Linked DNA regions of Gossypium hirsutum: all the other regions are linked to region 3. A link is a contact called in public Hi-C data. All regions are on one chromosome and are shown on one strand. Each heading gives the region's core, a stretch centred on a gene start, on an enhancer-like site or on the middle of the called end of the contact. The rest is flanking DNA. Distances are from core to core; before and after follow the strand shown. Region 1 holds the start of LOC107907952 (E3 ubiquitin-protein ligase UPL5). Region 2 holds the start of LOC107961927 (F-box protein CPR1). Region 3 holds the start of LOC107961924 (cysteine proteinase inhibitor 1).

Region 1 (2,700 bases), core at 136-2,635, 180 kb before region 3:
CTTATCAGCCAACTCACTAACAAAGGGGAAAATATCTTGTATGACAATCAACCCTTTAACCTCTGGCAGCATTAAACCCCTGGAAGTGCCAACACTTTCCAACAACATCCCAAGTGCACTCCGGCACGCCTCATACAAACTATCTTCGCTAACAACCTTCCTGAGGAGCTTGCAGAACTCTAATAGTATAGGTGCACAATAAGAATGCAAATGTTTTGGTAATGCACTCCTATATTGAGTTAATATATGCCTTATTGAATCATCAGCACACATCTTATTCTTTTTAATAGGAGACATATAAAGCATTACCAAAGCGGCAGGAGCCGAAGATGCCATAAATATCTGCAAGTGAGCAGGGCCGGAGTCATTATTGTCCTTTGGAGCAATCGTAAAAAAGTTGGTCAGGCAGTCTTTGATGTGTTTGGTCGGGGAAGGGGGTGTTTCTCCTCGGCAAAGGCGGCAAATAACGGAGATCATGTCGTCCATGACCTGCCAGGTTTGTGGGTGGTCCGTCGACCGCATACGGCCAACGAGTTGGAGTCCGGCGTCGTTTTGGATGGAACAATCAGCTAGGGATTGCTCCCACTGGAGTTGTTTCCCGCGATAAATTAAACGCTGTTCTATCACCGGAATTCCGGTCATCACCTGAATCCTTTCGTGTAGGGATTTCACGGTGTCCTCCGAATTAGCCTGGACGACAATGGTGTTCCCTTCGGAGATCATCCGGATGAAGAATTGGAGGCGGGAAGAGGAACACGAGGAGGACGACGACGGAACATCGGAGGAGGAAGGGAGAGAATCGACGAGGGAGGTGGGGAAAGAGGAAGCGGGCGCTTTGGACGAGTGATGAACGGCCGTAATCGGATAAGCGCCTTGATGGGTATGATCGTCTTTTCGCATCCTGACGGGGACTAAAGGATCCTCCTCGTCGAAAGAAAAGGCATAATCGTCAAACTTACGCTTAGAGGAAAGGCGGTGATCGTAGCCGTTGGAGAGTTGATCAACGGCGGCGGATTGGAAAAGAGACATTGGACGGTGGAAGCCCCCAGCCTGCTGCGGTGGGGAGAGCACATAGAGAGAGATATATGGGTAAAAACAAAAAAAAAAACCCTCGAACCAAAACAGATGAAAAACCCTTACCCTTCTGCTTTTGTAAAGATTGAATAAAGGAGATTAAAAGGAAAAGCAATTGAATGCCAATGATCCGCTCTCGTTCGCCTATACCACTTGCTTACATACAGCCGTCATCACCTTAGCTGCAAAGGCTGTTATTTTACGCTATATTTTTTTATTTTTATTTATTTCTCTTTATTACTTAAATTACCAAAAATGTATTGCAGTGAATTATCTGATGTGGACGGTTGCACCGTTTTTATTTGTGATTTTTTTTCAAGGTATTTACCTCACCCAGTTCAGTAGTTAATCTTTTACAATTTTTTTCATTTTTAATTTTAAATATAAATATTTTTATTTATCTTCAATATTAAGTTTGAATTAATTTATGTATTTATCTTACATATATTATTTCAAATTAACTCTGTTGTGGTTTTTTTTCAGTTTTATTTTATTTTTAATTTCAGTTGATATTATTGTGATTTTATTTTGTTAATAGTCCATTTTTTTTTAATTTAGTTTTGTTTTGTTGTATGTATTTTTTTTAAAAAAATAAATATTTTATTTTTAATTTTTAGTTATGTTCAAGCAAATATATGAGATTTTTCAATATAAAATTATCGTTAAATCGCCAGATAAAAATGATAGTAATAAATTCGAGATGACGAAGAAGATACTTGTATTTATTACTAACGTGGTAGATCTCTGGGGTCTATTGATATTTTTTTCTTGATTGATCTGATTATAATATTTTTTGTTTTGAAGTATTACATAAATTATTATGAATAATATTTTTAGCAAGAATGGAGGAAAGCTTTAATTTTTAAAAAAACGTACCCTTTGAATTAGTCGGCAGCAAAATTGTAACTTTGTAGACCATTTTTTTTTATATTTTATATAAACAAGCAATTCCTGCCTGGTTACCTTGCAGTTTCCCTAAACCGAGTGGATTACTTTTCTTTTTGTTATTTTACCCTTATTTCTTGGAAAAAGAGAGAGATGAGATGAGTGAGCTAAGGAGGGCCTAGTAACTGGTTACTTGTCCCATGCCATTGATTATTTCACCTTCAAAAACTCTAAAATTGCAGCATACAAAGTCAAATGTCCCAAAGCGATTTAGCAGCTAAGTAGTTCAATATCAGTTCGGCTTTTCACTAATAATTATGGCCAACATGATTACATACACACACAACACATAAAAAGCTATTTTACGTAGGAAAATGCTTTTGGAACATAGTGACATGTCTTTTTAAGATTTGTGATCACATGGTTTAGGGTTTTTGATATTCTTGAAAGGATATTTCTTTGGTATTATTTCTATTTAGCTCAAAATTCAATTGTTTACTTTGAAGTTTGGTCCTTCATGATACTTGATTTTGGTTCTGGTCATTGTTTACCAAGTACAAGAATGCTGCATTAACAGATAAGCATATATCTATATATATTAACAAGGTCTAAAATTTTATCAAACATCAATCCTTCTGCTTTAAACAATAGTATTTCACCCAAAAAACACCCAGCAACACATGCTGCGGAAAAATATAACAGAGCCAGAAACTCGGGAGCTAAAGTAAAAGAAAGCAATCT
Region 2 (2,715 bases), core at 189-2,688, 130 kb before region 3:
GATGGGCTGCTTAACATGTTTCAAAGAAAGATTCAAACAAGTTGGAATTCACCATTTGTACCTGTTCTTTCGATTTCTGTTTTTCAGTTCATCTTGTTCATTTTGCTTCTCAATTTCTAATCTTTTAGGGTCTTCTATCTGAATGAGGCTTCCTATATAAACCTCTGCACCAAATGTACCTGGACTACCACCAATCTTCACACTTCGCATCTTCTTCTTTTGCAAATCATACCAGGCAAACTTTTGGCTATTAATCTCCACCAAAATCATATCAAGCTGCTTGGAATAAGCTAATGGCTTTAAAAACGTTAGTGTGGTAATGGTTCTAGTTCTTTGAATGGAAATCAACTTAGTCCAAGATTGTTTTACTCCATATTCCTTCATAGTCCAAACATCAATTTTCTCTTGGTCATAATTACAAACAGCACATAGGCGCCCTTCCAGGGCTGCCACATCCAACAGATAGTTCTTATCGGCACATTCAGGTTGAGGCACTTCAATGAACTCCTCGTTTCCAAGATCAAAACCCACAATCCTATTCCTCGGTCCCAATTCAATTCGTGGAGGCATCACCCAATGTAAAACCCCACCAGCAAGCACACCATAGCCTCGCCTATGCAATAGATGGTAGAAAAATTGAAACATAAACCTAAGATAACAAGGGAGCTTAGTGATTTTCCTCCAAGAATCATTCTTTAAACTATAAACCTTAACCTCGTAGTCGTAAAATATACCTTCATCATCTTCATCGTCACTTTTATTGAACTGCACCATCCTTACGACCTTGTAATCATTGGTTTTAACATCCTGCCCGAACCCATAAAAGATATACCCAGATTTACAAGAATCACCTGGAGGGGGCTCAATCTCGGAAACAGGCAGTCGACGGAACTGCCTCGTGGAGGGATTATACAAGGCAAGGTTTTTATCGGTGAGACGGAATGCAAGGATTCCATTACAGGAACCAAAGGCTTCAGTCCCAGCTCCACTACTCAAAGGATAGTCGATGGGTACGGCGTTATCCAGAGCATCGAATTCCACGGAATAGAGATGTAAACCTTTGAGGATGATGTTGAGATTGGATCTGGTTTTGATGGAACGATCGAGGTGGGCATTGGTGAAATCAGGGTCGTCTATGAGAGAGAAGTAGGGTTTAGAAAGGGACCTGAAACGCAGGAGAGTCTTGACAGGAAGGCGATGGAAGATATCGGTGACTACATCCATGGGAACCTTAGACATTTCTTGCAGTGGGTTTGGGAGGTTTAGAGGGATTTCTGAGAGAGAGACGAGGGTTTCGAGGGGCTCTAAGATTTGGGGTTCGTTTGTTTGTTTGGAGGGAAGGGAAAGAATCGCCCTAGGTTGGGATTGCGCGAGTGGGGGCGACAAGTGGTGCGAGGAGAAGGCAACAGCGACAGGGTTATCTCTCTTTTATACGTAAAGACGCGTCCCACAGTTTTAATTTTATATCATAAAATCTGCTTTTCTGCACTTCCAGAAGCATCTCTCGGCTCAGTTTTATTTTATTTATTATTTATTACACCGCTAAATGAATATTTTGGTACTTGAAATCCCTTTCTCTTTTTTTAATTTTTTCCTCGGGCTTATATATACTGCTTCTCCCCACTTTAGTATTTAAAATTCTTAATGTTTTTAATTTAGTCCTTAACATATTTAGTCTTTTTTATATTAAAAAAATCGATTAGAATATTCAGCCAATTATATGCTATCATGTGACATACAATGGCATCACTTTGATGCTATTATCTAGAAAAAACTTTAAATCTTTTTTAAACTACAAAAGTTATAAAAATTACAATATATATATATAAAAGTTTACTAAAATTTACTAATTTTTTTAAAAATATATTATAAATTTTAATATTTTATAAATCACATCACTAGAGCATAAGATCATTGCCTCTTGGAAGGATATCACTTAAGATAATTGTTTTATGATTCAATCAAATGTAATTTATCATTGGTAGATCTTTTTAGGTCATAGATCTAGATAATTTTTTTCAATTTATTTAAATAATGAAAAATAATGTTAAATTTCAAGAGACAACGATATCATGTTCAGTCTCTAGTAAATGTGGTTTATAAAATTTTAAAAATATTAAAATTTCTAATATATTTTTAAAATTTTAAGTAATTTTTTTATTTTATATTATTTTTTATAATTTTTAAATACTTTTTTTATCTTTTAAATATGTTTTTGGAATTTCTTTATAAATTTTTTGATTTTTTTCATTTTTTAAAGATTTTTTAAGTTTTTCTAGATGATGATGATGTCACCATATGACATATGGTGGCATATGATTAGCTAAATATCCCAAACATAGTTTTTAATGTCCAAAAAACTAAACTAGGAACGCTTGATAAAGTTAAGGACTGAAGTGGGTAAAAAAAATTAAAGGATCAAAGTCGAAAAATAAATATACTTCAAGGACTAAATTATGCAATAAACTTTTTTCTTTTACAATCCAATTTTTAGGGTAAACTACACTTAAGGTCACTAAACTATTAGTAAGCTTATGTTTTGATCACTTAACTTTAAAAAATTACAAAATGATCACTGAACTAATCAAAAGTTTCCATTTAAGTCACTAAGTTGTTAAAATCGTTGTTGTATGGACTTCTCCCTGGCATCACCTACACCAATCAAGAGCTCTTGTCCCCCTTATCTTCTACAACTTAGTTTTTTCTTAAATGTCG
Region 3 (2,789 bases), core at 128-2,627:
AGGAAGGGAACTGGTCTAATTGGATGAAGAAGGAGACGGATGGAATGAGGAGGAAAGATGGAAAATGTTTTACAGAAATAAAATCGGTAAAACATTTTCCCCAAAATTCATTCTCATTTTCCCATGTTTCTGAAAATGTTTTACCAATGTAAGTGATTTTCAAGCAAAACAAACACTGGAAAACCTAGTAAACAAACGAACCCTAAGTTAAAACATTTTCATTTGCACAAAAAAATAAAAATAAAATCAAGCACTATCAGCTCACCTAATTTTTCATTTTGGGCCAGCCGTCGACCACTTTCACATTTTTCTTCCGAGGGGTGCTAAGTGGGCTACAACCACCATTCTCACAATCAACCCACTCCACCCAATCAAGTGAATAAGAAAATTCGAAATTTTATAAATTCATTGAATATTGAAATGTTTTGGCTTAAAAAGTTAGTCTTTTTCATTATATTTTTTTATTTAAAATTTATATTTAAAATAGTAAAAATAAATAAATGTTTTTTATAAAGATATTGTTTAAAAAATATCATATAAAAGTTAATAATTGTTATTTATTTTATTTGAAAAATTATGCGTTTTAAAGAATTATTTATGAAATTTTTTTTTAGAATTTTATCAAATAATATACAAAGTATGAATATAAAAAATTGAAAACCATCTCGAATTATGATAAATAATTTAAAATTTTTAAAAATATAACTGAATTGGATCGGACTGACTGATGTCTCCTTTTCCTACCATTTTCTTTCTCATTCAAGAAAATAATTGTATAAAATAAAGACGTTATGTTATCTATATATATATTTCAATAGTTTTACATGACATTAATATTTTCATCTTAAATTTTAACATTTTCATCTTAAAAAAATCAAATCTAGTTGAAAATTATAAAATTAAAAATTAAAAATTATTGATGTAAGATAAAATTATTAAAAGATGTAATATTTGTGTTTGAGACAAATAATTTTTTTTTATACATATAAGCTTATTTCCTCAAAATACGAATTTCCAAACTATTGACTGACATGAAATCTGTTAACAATTATATTAGTACTGTCGTTAATTTTTAACGGTGAATATAAATTATCAATTGAATGCAAAAAATTGAAAATGATTGATTTTATTAAAATTCTTATAAAATAAATACAGTTACTAAAAACCTCCACACAACTCACAGCTGGTCTCCACCCTCCAATCATACTAACCTAACGGCCCGCTTTCGTGATCCCCGTTTTGGGCTTCGGCGCGTTTCGTAGTAACGTAACGACGTGTCTCCATCGTAATTTCAATCAACTTCAAGGGGCAAATCCTCTTAAAATTAAAAACCGTGTGCCACGTAACTTACGATTTACGTTTATTAATGTTTATCTATAAATAATCTAATTTCATTCCAAATTCAAATCCAGAGGCTACAGCTCTACAGCACAACAAAAAAGGCAACTAGACTTGAGAAAGAAAAACAGTCTCAAAATGCAGCAGAAGTCAGGCTTCCTGATCCTCTTGCTCTCCCTCATTTTCCTTCCTCTCATCTTCTCCGACGCCAGAAAGGAGGCTCCCCTCGGAGGATGGAGTCCGATCAAAGACACCAAGGACCCACACGTGATAAAGATCGCGGAATTCGCCGTCGAGGAGTATAACAAGCAGTCAAATGGGAGTTTAAAGTTGGTTAAGGTGGTGAAAGGCGAGACCCAGGTGGTGGCCGGGACAAACTACCGGTTGATTTTGCAGGCGAAGGAAGGGACCTTCGATAACACGTATAAGGCTGTGGTGTGGGAGAAGTTGTGGCTGAATTTCAGGAATCTCACCTCCTTTAACCTCGTCAAGGGTTAGATTTGATTATAATGTAATTTATGTTCATATATGTTATCCTTGTCCTTTTCTATTACTTAACAGAGTGGAGAATAAAATCTTAATAATACATAATTATGTGAGTTTGAGATGTTTCGGTTTCAAAATTTGAGATTAATAATTTTCACTCTTTTCTTTCTTCATTTCTCATCTACCAGAAAAAAAAATCTATTTATTCATTTTAAAAATAAAAATAGGCATAAAACTAAACAAAAATCAATTGAATTTTGCAAAACAGTTTTATATATAAGAGATGCAAGAATGGATCAGATGTGGCATCAATGTTAGCTGAAGCTAAAACACGAGTTCGTTGAACAATTTTGCAAAACGATTTGATAAATTTCTTAATCCATTTATAAATCTCAAATTTATGCTTAGATTGCTGTAATAATGATGATATCCATTTACCTAACTACCGTATATAAACTTTTTTTATATAATCCCTAAAAACATGTGATCAACTCTAAATTCACTTCTTCTTTTTTTTCTTGATATCTTCTTATACTTACAATAAAAATTAAATTAATAATTTTAAAATAAAATTTAAAATTACCGTGACGAAATTTACCATAATGATCATAAAGTTGGAATTTTTTTTTAAACAATTTCGTTATGTATTTTAAATTTACTTTTTTTTTAATAAAATGTCTAAAGTTATTAATAGTTCTTTCAATTTATGGATTTAAATCCAACCAATTACATAATACAACTGTTTTTTTTTTCTTTTTAAAAGTAAACAAACGGTGAAATACGTGTTTTTTTTCCTTAAAAAAAGGAAATAATCAAAGTATACGTTTCGCTTTGCAAGGACAGAGAGATTATTTATTTCACTTAAATTAATGATTTTATTTTCTTTCAATATAATTTTGAATGTCATCCTTCTCGATCAACATTTTTAAAATTTAAAATTTTAATTATCCATCTAATAATAAATT

What was found. Hi-C and Micro-C count contacts between places; a contact is called where the count stands out from the background.
Region 1: a contact with region 3 is called in a Hi-C map of leaf, with 1.5 times the contacts expected there. The contact joins the promoter of LOC107907952 here to the promoter of LOC107961924 in region 3. A contact is called at or near these places in 3 of 34 Hi-C or Micro-C datasets (leaf and seedling).
Region 2: a contact with region 3 is called in a Hi-C map of leaf, with 4 times the contacts expected there. The contact joins the promoter of LOC107961927 here to the promoter of LOC107961924 in region 3. A contact is called at or near these places in 2 of 34 Hi-C or Micro-C datasets (both in leaf).

The regions. Positions count from the first base shown.
Region 1 is chrA06:118,319,446-118,322,145 of Gossypium_hirsutum_v2.1, forward strand. It overlaps LOC107907952 (E3 ubiquitin-protein ligase UPL5), which reads right to left and starts at 1,386. Exons shown (of 4, transcript XM_041115990.1): 1 at 1-1,386. The coding sequence starts at 1,029. It overlaps LOC107961931 (F-box protein CPR1), which reads right to left. Exons shown (of 4, transcript XR_005928852.1): 4 at 2,530-2,700.
Region 2 is chrA06:118,375,094-118,377,808 of Gossypium_hirsutum_v2.1, forward strand. It overlaps LOC107961927 (F-box protein CPR1), which reads right to left and starts at 1,439. Exons shown (of 3, transcript XM_016898101.2): 1 at 62-1,439. The coding sequence starts at 1,239.
Region 3 is chrA06:118,504,232-118,507,020 of Gossypium_hirsutum_v2.1, forward strand. LOC107961924 (cysteine proteinase inhibitor 1) reads left to right here and starts at 1,378. Exons shown (of 1, transcript XM_016898097.2): 1 at 1,378-1,945. The coding sequence starts at 1,477. The coding sequence ends at 1,836.